Regions from separate parts of the Sus scrofa genome. Here region 2 is linked to region 1. A link is a contact called in public Hi-C data. All regions are on one chromosome and are shown on one strand. The core of a region is the stretch at or near the end of the contact, and the rest is flanking DNA. Distances in the headings are between cores, read along the strand shown.

Region 1 (6,641 bases), core at 434-2,933:
TGAAACATTTAAACATTGTCCTCTTGATTACTTCTGGCAATGTAAGACCAGTCTTTTGCTGTTTCTCCCAACATTACTCTGTGAATGTCCATTTTCCTTATGCTCTATTTTTGCAGAGTTAATGGTATTCTCCACAATTTCTACATGCCAGCCTTCAATGAACAATTCTAAAGTATAGCATTTTACTGTATGTTGTTCTAGGTTGATTCTGGCAGTTTGCAAATATGTCTGGTTATAGAGAATGACAGAATTAAAGTTATTGAATTTTGTTTATCTTTATAATCACTGTGTTATCACTGATTCTTTCAAATCTACAGTTTGACTCAGGAATATGTGGGTCAGCTATACCCAAATTGAGGCTTAATGATTCCAATTTATCATGAACTTACTCTTGAAAAAAAGCTGGTAGCTTAGTCGGCCTGTGTCATAGGCCAACTGCATAACTGGAAATTCTCCAGATTAACTTCTATAATAAAGAACACAATGTTTATGAGAGGATAAGTAACACAAATGTGTTCATTGCAAATGTGTATGTGTGATTAAAACGAAAAGAAATCAAAGTAGTTGTTTAGAATTTAGACCAAAAAAAAATTTTAGAATTATGTTATCATTCTCAGTGTTTAAAATTGCCAGCTGGGGAGTTCCCGTCATGGCACAGCAGAAACAAATCCTACTAGGAACCATGAGGTTGTGGGTTCCACCATGGCCTCGCTCAGTGGGTTAAGGATCCGGCATTGCCGTGAGCTGTGGTTTATGTCGCAGACACAGCTCGGATCTGGCATTGTTGTGGCTGTGGTATATAGCCTGGCAGCTGTAGCTCCAATTAGACCCCTAGTCTGGGAACCTCCATAGGCCACAGGTGCAGCCCTAAAAAGCAAAATAAAATAAAATAAAATAAAATAAAATAAAATAGCCAGCTAATGGTGATAATAAAAAGCAGGCCATTTTGAAGTTGGTTGTATTGTTTTAAAATTCTCTTTAAATGGTGTATCTTTTATGTGTACCAAGGAAAGATTGTTCCCACTGCCCTTCCACCTCCTAAGGTCACCCAGAGTTGGAGACTGGGGGATAAGAGAGGCTTGAGTAAGGCTGTGATGTACTCATGTAGCAGGATTTCCTCTTAAACAGACCACCAGGGAAGGAGACCCTATACCTGGCTGGAGAATATTCTGGTTAATCTAAGATTTTGTGTTAATTCAGAACCCCTTGCTTGTGATTGGGTTGAAATGATAGCTCAAGAGCTGTCGTGAGGCTTTCAAAGACATCAGTGTACTCCAAACATTGTCTATAGCTAAGACTTGTAAATTATTAATAAATCACACACATTTATGTATATATGTATCTATGTGAACATATAGGTACATATAACTATACATTGGAAACAGGATGATGCATACACACAAACACACACATATACACACACGTATGCATGCATATCTTATCTGCATGTATATCTATACTCTTGACATTAATAAAAATATATCCACATAAAGAGGTACTTAATTCATAGTAGCTTTTTGTCTTTACGTATTTTTCTTAGTCAGAAAATACTGAAAGTACAAATACTATCAATTCATGTTCATGACTTACATTTATGTTTCAAAGGAATCCTCTTAACAGACCTCATTCTATTTCTTTGTCATCAAATTGCCGTATCATCAGAATTTTCTATGAACCACTAGAGGGTAGTATAAACCAGCAAAAAAATCCAACCATCCAGCTGGCTGCAAAATAATCCTGAGACTACCTAAGCAATGAAGGGCAGCCATTTCCTTAGAATAACCGATTAAGGCCAGGCAATTCGGATCCCATCTTTTCAGAGTTCAAAATGAAAATACTTGTATTAACTCCTATAAGAAATATGTATATTCTAACCAGTAGAACAAACTTAGACATTAAGTGCTCAAAGTCTAGGATCAGAGTGACAGGGTTTAAATCTGACCTCCACCCTTGATAGCAGTGTCACCTTGGGCAAGTTTTTTACCACTTTATTTCCTTATCTGCAAAGTGATAATAATAGCACAGAACAGTGCTGCCTAGCACACGGTGGGCATGCTCCATAATGTTAGCTTTTATCAGAGGTTAAGCTCTCAGGCTCTGGATTTACACTGCCTGGATTCAAATACTAGATCTACCAAGCTAAATAAATAACTCCGTAACTTTGGGCAAATTATTTTTCTCAACCTCGGTGTCCTCATCTATAAAATGGGGCTAATAATAATACCAACTCCAAGATAGGCACATCGACACTTGATACCGTGCCTGGCACAGAGTAAAATGTAATATATGCTGATTGTTAGTATGATTTTTAATATTCTTTTTATAATTCTAATGATATTATTATTAGACATGTGATGAAAAATTTAGCACTGATGTTTGTACATATTTGAGAAATAGCAACATGGAGTACATTTCCTGATGCTTGTTGAAGCGAGGCAGGCTCCTGACCACAGACGACTCACCACTGTTTTAAACTTTCGCCTCTACCAGAAAACTAAATGGAAGGTTGTGCAATGAGGTGGAGAATTTGAACTTTGTCAACAATGTGCCCAATGCATGCCTCTTTAAAACTTGCTTTCTTTTTGGAAGGAGCTGCTTTCTTTGGATCATCCAAAAACTTTGAGTTTCTGCTCTGAGACTGCACACAAGGTATCAGCCCTCGTGTATTTCTGGAGAGACTTTAACAGATCAAAGGGAGCGTCTGCTTTCTCCCCAAGCACATGTCTGCCGGGAGCCCTGCTTGTTGTGGAGCAAAGATGGCTCAGCTCTGGCAGCCCAGTTTATATCCTTCTGACTCTGTGGAGAAACTTGCCTTTTTAAAAAAAAAAATCAAACTTCAGAAGGATCCAAAAACATCATCAGTCATTGTAAAAAGGGTTTTATTATATCTGCCAGAAGAGTTTGATGGTGTTGGACTGTTGATTAGTATGTCGTCTCCTTTAGTAATCCAAAAAAAAGTTGTTAATATTGGCAACAAAAACGAATTGGTTTCACGAGCTTACCAGCAGTTTTGGAGGATTTATAGTTTGTCAGAATGAACCAAGAAGGCAAACTGCTTTGGCTGGGCTGCAATCCCCAAGTTGCCAGCCAATCTGATCAATTTGGGACAGTGAATTGACTTCCCTGTCAGTTTTGCTCAATCTCAGCTCTGAACTTCCTGTTTCACTGGACACCATCGCAGCTCAAATCAACCCTGTTGTGGACAGAACTCCAGTGGTGACATCTTGGAAAGATGGAGAAAATGGCAGGATTGACTACTCTAAGCCCTGGATCACTTCCAGAAGACAACTTCTGCATGCAAGCCAACGACTCTATTTTCACCAAGTTAAAAGTTCAAAAGACTTGCCCGGAAAGTCAGAACTTCTGTAGCTGGACAACTGGTGTTCCAGTGTGATCATGTCTGGCCTTTCAATGTAAAAACTGAAGCACTTTGTAAAACCTGAAAACAGTTTAAGACATTAAAAAGATAGATGCCTCCCCCACCAAAAAAGGAATTTTCATGCACTGTAGAAACCATTCAGAGGCAAAACATCACATCCTAATGAATATAATAGGGTCTTGCATCCCCCTCTTATTTGAACACAACTCTCATTGACTTAAAAGTGACATTTCCAAACGGGCTGCAAGAATGATTTGTCCCCTAGACAAAGCAGACTGCATTTGTTCTGGTAGAATGGCTTCTCTTCTTTGTCTCCGGATAATTTGATACAGCATTCATTCATTCGAGTGTGACTCTCATTTGAAAATTTTCTCAATGAGACCATTTAAAAAATATTTTTTAATCTGGAGCTTTCATGACTTCCTCTAAGGCTTCTTTCAGCCTTTAGCCTTGTCCCTGTTAACTTAATAGAACTGGCAAACATTGACATTTTGAAATAAAATTTTTCACAGTAAATTTCAATGCAAAACTGATCATTTCCCCTTAAAACTTTGTTTGGGCTATGCATGTGCAGATTGCGCCTAGTTTTAGGACTAATGATTTTCTGAGTACTGCAAGATGTTTTTTCCCCCAGATAAAATAGGTTATCAGCCTTCAAACATGGAAGAGGTCAATTAAATGACATCTAGTGTCTTTCACACGCCTGAGGCTATTTTAAGAGGAGAAGCAAATCTCTGTGCATTTAAAAACAGTGCCATGGAAACAGTGCCAAGAGCTGCAGGTAACATTATTTCTCTCCTGGGAAAAGTGCACCACTGGGGGCCGGTCTCCTTTCTACCCACCTTCTCCAGTCTTCTGCACTTCCTGGCCCTTTAGGTCAGAATTCCCATAAATTTCAGAGAACTGCCGTTTTCTCACAGCAGAGGTGAGATGGGGAAGAGGAGACCCCAAATCACATCTTCATTAACTCAAACAAAGCAGCCTTGCAGGGTTTACAGTTTAAGCCTATGAATCTTCTCCGTGATGGTTCCCATGTCTCTCAGAATAAACAATGTGGAAAGAAAAATATTATGGTCTCTATTTGCGGTATTTTGTTCTGAAAATAACTGTGCAGGAGAGGTGACCTAGTGGCACATGCCTGAGCCAATCTCTCTGATGTCACTTTCACAATTGCCTGTCTCTAATCAACAACCAGCTCCCCCGTTACCGCAATACCTGTGTGCACAAAAGAAAGCCAAAATTAGAAGGACTCTTTCACACTAAAGGTAAGATGCAGGTCAAATTTAGGACTCACCAGAAGGCAGTCTGGAGGAGGTTGTGCTTTTCATTCAACTTCTGTTTTCAGCCTATGACTAGAGTTTAAATGAGTCATCAGTGTTTAAAGTCAGTGTGGCCCTTTAAGACATAAATAACGGAGACCATCAATGAGTTGTTAAATATCAAAGAGGTTACTATTACTTCCTAAATTTCCCCTGGAGGGAGAAGTGAGTGATCAAATTCAGAAACACTTCATTTGATAAAGCTAAATTCGGTCCTTCTTCTCGCTAATCTCCTCCTGAGAGTTTGCTTTTTACTTGAGCAAATTAACTGAGGGTGAACAATGATCAAAAGAAAAACTTACCAAGAGCCAACTCCATAAATCGCTGGTGAGACTGAAACACAGATCAGAAAAAAAGAAATTTTCTTTAGTCAGAGATCAGAAGTGAAAGGCACAGATAGAAGCATGAGATATCTGCTATAAATAAATAGAAAACAGCAAACGGGGCTAAGTCACGATCAGAAGACGGGTGCAGGGCAGCTCCTCAGAGCCCTCTTCCTGTACCTTTCCCGCAGGTGGAGCCTAAATTAGGAGGAGCTCCCAGTTTGCAGCCTCCGCACGCACACCCCATTCCTCCACACACCCTCCACACACACTGCACCACCCACACACCACCTCACACAAACCCCACACACACCGCTGCACATAGCACCTCCACCACCACACAACACCAAACACCACACACACTCCACCTCACAAACACACAAACACAACACCCCCTGCAACACACACAATACACATGCATCCCACTTCACACACACAAACATAACACCGCACAGACACAACACCTACAGCCCAACAATACACATATAACACACACAATACACACATCACCTCTCACAAACATAACACCTACACCCCCACACAACACCCCCCATACAACACACACACACAACACACATACCACCTCACACACACAAATACAACACCCCACACAACATCCCCCCACAACACATACAACATATACACCACCTACCACACACAAACACAATACCCCCCACAACACACACACACAGCACCTACACCCACGCACACCCTACCACAACACCTACGCACACAATACCACACACACAGACACCCCATACACATACCACCCTCCCTCCCACACACATACCACACAAACACACATACATCACCCACACCCATACGCAACATGCCCCACACACTTCACATGTATATATGCATACCACCCCCCTACACACATCCCTACAGACACAACACCTACACTCACACACAGTACCACCTCCCACACACACACAAACACCAACGCACACACCATCCTTTGCGCACATACCTCACAATATACCAATTTTCTTTTTCATAAATGGGTTTACACAAGCCCCTTGAGTTTAGTGGAAATGAAGAGAGGAAGTTTACATTGGAGTTGAGGAAGTCCATGCTTTAAGAAACAACAATCTGAGGAGTTGCCCGTTGTGGCTCAGCAGGTGTTAAGAATCCCACTAGTATCCATGAGAATGCAGGTTTGATCCCTGGCCTCGCTCAGTGGGTTAAGGATCAGGCATTGCCACAAGGTCACAGATGCCCCTTGGATTCAGCATTGCTGTGGCTGTGGCATAGGCCAGCAGCTGCAGCTCCAATTCAACCAGTTTAGGAACTTCCACGTGCCCCGGGTTGGGCCGACAAAGAAAAGTAAAGTAAAGAGCACTATGGAAATGACTTCTGAAATATACCCTAGAGATAACTGTATACTTATCAGTGGACCTGTGTATAAGGTTATGAATTGTAGTGTTGTTTATACAGAAATAATTGGAAACAACTTTATGCCCATCAATAGGGACTTAGTTACATAACCTGCTCCTCGTCCCCACAGTAGAACCATATGACGGTAACAAAAGTCTGAGAATACTTTCCAGGACATATTGGTGCTAAACCATTTATAGTGTAGGAATGGAGAGGACATAGGGATCTCTCTCTCTCTCTCTC
Region 2 (6,621 bases), core at 1,709-4,208, 190 kb after region 1:
CTCTCTGGACTTGCCAGCAGCTAAGTTGGCAAGAGATTTTCCTGAGCTTCCTTCCTAAGAGCACACTGTAGGTGGGTAGGACTTTTTAGGTGGTAACATTTATTTTTCCAAATGACCTCAGAAGTAACTCTTAGTTACTTGCATCTTCTTTTCACTCAGTGATTTAATGAGGCTCTATGAACATTTGTTTTATACAAGCTTATTGGGCTCTGGGCTAGAAGTGAGGTAGATATAAAAGTAAATAAATGGCCCCAAGCTTTGGGAGCCTTCCAGCTTAGTGAGAGAGGCAACAACTTTTAAGACATTGTGGTGTCTGCAAAGTGTTGTGACCGCAGAGAGAAGAGTGGGAATCGTTTTGGTGGAGCTGTTAAGTTTCCAAGTGTGGGTGACACTGGAGGGTGTTCTTAAAGCATGAGTTATGGGTTACAGGGCAGACAGGGGTTGAGTTGCCTGGAAAGACTGCCTTGCAGTCTTACAAGGCCTCGCAGGGCAGGAGGTCTTTGAGGCCAGGATGGAAATCCAGGGAGGCCAGGGAGGATTTGATTTTTCTGGCAGTAGGGTCTTACTCTTTTGACCTTTTTTTTTTTTTTTCTTTTTCTTTTTAGGGCTGCACCTATGGCATATGGAGGTTCCCAGGCTAGGGGTCAGATGGGAGCTGTAACTACTGGCCTATGCCAGAGCCATAGCAATGCGGGATCTGAGCTGCATGTGTGACCTGCACCACACAGTTCGTGGTAACGTCAGATCCTTAACCCACTGAGTGAGGCCAGGGATCAAACCTGCGTCCTCATGGATATTAATCAGGTTTGTGTCCACTGAGCCACAGTGGGAATTCCAACTTTGAGTATCTTAAACCTCGCATGCTCTGCAGAGAGCCTTGCTTGTGAAAACACCAGGGAGTCGGAAGTGCAGGGCTGCACTCGCCTCGCTGGCTTTCTGGGAGGAGGAAGGATCTCAAGACATGGCATCTTAGGCAGATGCTGGGAAGTTCGAGTGTGTTAAGGAATGATGGTGTCTGTCAGCTTCTGGAAATAGGGTAATTGACCATGGAGCACAATAAACAAACTCTGTTAAAGGCCAGATTGTAAACATTTTAGGCTTTGAGGGCCATATGGACTGGGTTGTTGTAACCACTCACCTCTCACTCTAGCACATCTCAGCCATAGACAGTTCATACATGAGTGGTCAAGGCCATGTTCCACTAACATTTTATTTACAAAAATGTGCAAGGGATCAGATTTAACTCCTAGACCAAAAGTTTGCCAACCAAACTTTTACCTTGGAGGGAAAGGACAAGGTGAATGCAAAGTTAGTATTTATTCAGTACTTACCACATATTGACCCTTTGTAAAGGTTTTTAACCCTTAATGTAGGCATTAGTCCCACTTATAGTTGATGGAGAGACTCAAGAGTTTAGACAACTTGCCTGGAGGTTACACTGCAACTTAGTGACTGACTGGGATTTGAACTTCATTGCACCTGATTCCAAAGCTGAGGCATCTCCACGTCACTTTAGTTGTTGTCCAGAACATTAGCCTTCAGTCAGATCCCCCTCAAAAGGTACACATTGCACAGAAGCCGTCAAGCTCTGCATTCCCACTGCTGTCCTTCACACGACCTTCAGTGAAGCAGCACTCTTCTGCTTCACCTTTGTACTTGTTTGCCAGGGCTGCCATGGCAAAGTATGATAGAGTAGGTGGCTGAAACAACAGAAATTCATTTTCTCATGGGTCTGGAGGCTGGAAGGCCAAGATCAAGGTGCTGACATGTTTAGTTTCTTTCTCCTGCAGCCTCTGTCCTTGGCTTCCAGATGGCCACCTTCCCCCTGTGTCTTTCCTCTGTCTCTGCATCCCTGGGATCTCTTTGACCAAATTTCCTCTCGAAGGGCACCACTCAGACTGGATTAGGGTCCACTTCTATGGCCTCGTTTTTAACTTAATTACCTCTTTAAAGGCCTGGTTGCTGAGTACATCACATGGAACACCTTCAGCCTGTAAGGACCCTCTTCTTCTGTGGCAGATATCAAGGGATTGTTGGGAACACAGCCTAAATTCCTTAATACAGAAGCTAAAGGCAATCTCCTGTGTGTGAAGGCTACGTGAGTTACCATTTAGCCTTAAATAAAAATGCATATTTTTTAAAAGTTTATTTTAGAACAGTTTTAGATTTATAGAAAAGTCGTGAAGATAGTTCAGAGTTTGCACATGCTACCACATACCCATTTTCTTTTATAATTTACATGGTACATCAGAATGCTACATTGTTACAACTAGTGATCTCATACTGATACATTGTTATTAACCAAAGTCTATGCTTCCTCTTTCTTCAGTTTATAACCTAATATTCAGGATCGTATTCTGGATACCGCATTGCGTTTATTTGTCATGTCTCCTTAGGCTCCTGTTGGCTGTGGCAGTTTCTCAGACTTTCCTCGGTTTTGATGACCTTGGCCGTTGTGAGGTTACTGTTCCAGCATTCTGTAGGACACCCTTCTTTTGGAATCTGTCCAATGCTTCACATGATTAGACTGAAGCTAAGGGGTTTGGGGGAGGAAGACCACAGAGGTATAAAGCACTATTTATAGCGCATCATGTGGATGTGATACTTCAACATAACTTAGCTCAGTTTTTGTTAACTTGGTCACCTGGCCAAGGTAACAGTTGCCAGGTATCTCCACAGTGAAGTCACTCTATCCCACGTCCCTCTCCATACTCTCTGGAGGGAGGTCACTATGCACAGCCCACCGTGAAGGGTGAGGTGTCAGGCTCTCCTCCTTGAGAGTGGAGAATGCACATAAATTATTTGGAATTTTTCTACCTGGGAGAGTCTTCTCTTCTTTCTCACTTATTTGTATCAGTATAACTTCAGAGGTCGATGACATTCAAGTGTTGTACTGTGAGGCACCTGCCATGGGCCCTTGCATGTTACCTTGCATGTTGCCCTGCATGTTACCTTGTTGGCTCTTAGTGACGCTGACCAGCCTTTGCTGGGTGAGTATGTCCCAGTTCTCAGTTCTCTTAGGTCCAGCCTGAAATGGGGGCAGACTGGCTGTAGGATTTTAATTTCTCCATGTAAATTGTTAACCATATGTGTGTGACCTGAGACATTAGATATTAAAATCTGGACCTCCTGCGCCTAACTGCTCATGAGTACAAGCATTACTATCTTCATGGTGAAGAAACACTCTTCTGCATTTTGTCTGAAATTAGCATTGAAGCGGCGCCACCGTGTGGTATGTGCATAGGGATTGCTGTTTCCTAGAAACAATTTCTGAGGAATTCTGCCTCTCTCCTGACCCTATTATCTAGTAGCTAAAATACTTTAAGAAAAAAAAAATGTCAAGTTCTTAAAAGAGAGGCTGCATTCTGACTTTGCCTTTATACACGACTGGGTTTGCATAAAAAGTGAACACTTTAAAGTTAAAATTCCCAGTAGTTGTTTTGTTTTTGCATACCGTTAACTTTTAATGTGTTTCTTTTTCTTTCTTTCTTTCTTTTCTTTTCTTTCTTTTTTTTTTTTTTTGGTATTTTTGCCTCTTCTAGGGCCGCTCCCATGGCATGTGGAGGTTCCCAGGCTAGGGGTCTAATCGGAGCTGTAGCTGCCGGCCTGCGCCACAGCCACAGCAACTGGGGATCTACAACCTACACCACAGCTCACAGCAACGCCAAATCCCCAACCCACTGAGCAAGGCCAGGGATCGAACTCACAACCTCATGGTTCTTAGTCGGATTTGTTAACCACTGAGCCACAACGGGAACCCCTAATGTGTTTCTTAAAGTGAGCTTTTTTCTGATTATTCACAGTTGTTTAATAGCTGGATATAAAAATGCAACAGGTTGAAACCCAGAACTTCTAGATTATTCACTCTGATTATTCACAGTTGTTTAATAGCTGGATATAAAAGTGCAACAGGTTGAAACCCAGAACTTCTAGATTATTCACTCTGATTATTCACAGTTGTTTAATAGCTGGATATAAAAATGCAACAGGTTGAAACCCAGAACTTCTAGATTATTCACTCTGATTATTCACAGTTGTTTAATAGCTGGATATAAAAGTGCAACAGGTTGAAACCCAGAACTTCTAGAGCTTTTCTCTTTGGCTGTAGGTAGGTGGAGGACTTGTTTTAATTGTCCCATTCTTCTTGGGCCAAAAGTTTTCAGAAGTTTAAGCCCTTGTGGAAGGTAGCCAGGACTCCCGCGAGTGCCCACTGTGACATGTGGGAATGAGGGGCTAGTGGGGGATTAGCAGCTCTCTGCCTCCTGGAATGTTTACGTCTGTAGGCCGTGCATCCTCAGAAGGGGAGAGGTGAGAGAGTTGGTGGGATCATTTAAATGTTAGCAAGTGCTGAGCTGGAGATTAGTCTGACAGCCTGAGTTGGTTTTAAAGAAAATCAACAAGCAGTCACTCTTTTTGTTGTATTAAGTCCGTGTGTCACCAAGAACTCTCAATTTAATGCTTATCTAGGTCAGCTTTTGAGAGTGAGGTAAAATTGCCATGGCTTTGATAGATAAAGAAAATTCAGTAAGAATCTGAACTGCAACTGAGCGAATGTGGAAGCCGGCCCCTCTGCTATGTCCTGCACCCAAGGCACTGGTGGAAAGTTGAACGCTGGTGCTGAGAGGGTTGTGAGTGTCTCGGTTGTTACAGGCGATGGCAGATGTGTTGGGAGGAGACGAGCTCTGCCTGTGCCTCTTCATCTGGCTCCTTGTCAGTGATGTCACAGGTCACCTATGTCCTCTGTGAGTGTAATTTGTCCTGTTCCGACTCGAAAGAGATAACAGCAAAGCCCCCAAAATATCGCTTTGCTGCTGTCCCCTTCGGTTTCTGATGTTTTCAAGAGGTATTTCAGATAATGGGAACCACGTGTGTTCAAGTGTGAGCTCCTCTCCGCAGAGGTCAGAGAAGGACGTTTGCCTCAAGCTCACAAGCCCAGCCCACCATGGCTCTCCAGGGCTGTTAGAGACCACTTGTGTGTGTCCTGACACATTGGCCTCTGGCTGCGCACAGCAAGATTACAGGCTGCTCCTGACCTCAGAGATGGTGTCTCAGGGCAGAGTGCCTCCTCTTACAGGTGCCAGGAACACGGAGGAGTGAGTTCTGTGGGGATGCTGACAAGTACACAGTGATGACAGTGAGTACTGCAGTGGCACCTGGAAGGTTCTAGAACTCAGCAGAGGGACCAGAAATGAATGATGGCTAGCTTTGCTGGCCAGCTAGAGGCTGTGGGTAGATTATGTTGGACTTGAAGTTAAGGGTATTTTTTTTCTCCTTCCCTCCTTTCTTCCTGAATTCCTTCCAGGGAGTATTTTGAAAGTAAGAGACTAAGTGACTATACACTGGAGGGGCCATTGTTTTTAAAATGAGCTTTTTGATGTCTGAGAGCAGCATTTTGTCTACAGATGATATGAATTTCAAATTACAGTTCAGTGTGTTGTAGTTAATAATTTTAAACATGGCTTTCCATAGCCTTTAAGTTTAACTTACATTTCTTATGTTTATAATCTAATTTAAAACCATACATTTAAAATAGCTCATACAGCTCAATATAAAAAAAAAACCACAACCCAATAAAAAAATGGGGGTGTTCCAATTGTGGCTTAGTGGTAATGAACACAACTAGTATCCGTGATGACACGGGTTCGATCCCTGGCCCTGCTCAGTGGGTTAAGGATCCAGCATTGCTGTGAGCTCTGGTGTAGGTCACAGATGCAGCTCGGATTCTGTGTTTCAGTGGCTGTGGCATAGGCTGGCAGCTGTAGCTCCAGTTTGATCCCTGGCCTGGGAACTTCCATATGCTGCAGTTGCAGCCCTGATAAAGAGGGGAGACAGAAGACCTGAATAGATATTTCTTCAAAGAAGACTTTCAGATGGCAAACAGGCACATGAAAAGATGCTTAACATCACTAATTGTTAGAGAAATGCAAATCAAAACCATAATGAGCTATCCCTATATTATACCCAATATATTATAATAACCTTTATTGGAGTATAATCTGTAAGAAACCTGAATTACCATGCTATATGCCTGAAACTAACATGATACTGTAAATCAGCTATATTTCAATTTAAAAATAATAAAAATTAAAAATATATTTAAAAAATTTTACTTAAATTTATTTAAACATTACCCATTTTAAATAGGAATCACAAAGTTAGATACTCTGATATGCTACATTTTTAAGACATTAAAATTTTTCTACTAGACATATTCCCTCATTATGCCCAGTGGTGGCAAACTTCATCCTAACTGTAAAGAGAGGTTGGGGCCAGTAATTCAAGATCACGGTTAGGATTAAGTTTGGCTTCTTGTTGAAAACCAAACAAACAAACTAAATATCTAATTGCTTAAACAAGAATGTCTTTTTCTCTCTAGTTAACAGTCCAGAGGTGGGTGGCTCAGGGTCTTGATGACTTCAGTGTATGGTCAGGGAACCAGCCTCCTAGCTTGGTGCTCACCATCGGTATTAGTTTCCTGCAGCTGCTGAAACAAGTTACACAGACTTAGTGGCCCTCAACAACAGAATTTTATTCCCTCACACTTCTGGAGATGGAAAGTGAGAAATAAAGGTATCAGCAGAACTGCACCGACTCTGGGAGCTCTGGGGCAATCTGTTCCTT

What was found. Hi-C and Micro-C count contacts between places; a contact is called where the count stands out from the background.
Region 2: a Hi-C map of liver shows a contact between it and region 1, with 6 times the contacts expected there. The contact joins two enhancer-like sites. A contact is called at or near these places in 2 of 5 promoter capture datasets (fetal skeletal muscle and liver), 25 of 47 Hi-C or Micro-C datasets (adipose tissue, alveolar macrophages, brain and 14 more) and 1 of 2 datasets of contacts at active chromatin or transcription factors (skeletal muscle).

The regions. Positions count from the first base shown.
Region 1 is chr15:65,854,663-65,861,303 of Sscrofa11.1, forward strand. It overlaps LOC110256997 (a long non-coding RNA gene), which reads left to right. Exons shown (of 3, transcript XR_002339107.1): 3 at 2,590-4,445. Among named protein-coding and RNA genes, the nearest start is that of DAPL1, 62 kb to the left of the region's middle. Within about 2 kb of position 1,684, at least 12 of the 83 cell types and tissues checked have an H3K27ac peak or open chromatin away from gene starts, as enhancers often do.
Region 2 is chr15:66,047,958-66,054,578 of Sscrofa11.1, forward strand. All of the region lies in intron 3 of TANC1 (protein TANC1), which reads left to right. Among named protein-coding and RNA genes, the nearest start is that of TANC1, 130 kb to the left of the region's middle. Within about 2 kb of position 2,959, at least 2 of the 83 cell types and tissues checked have an H3K27ac peak or open chromatin away from gene starts, as enhancers often do.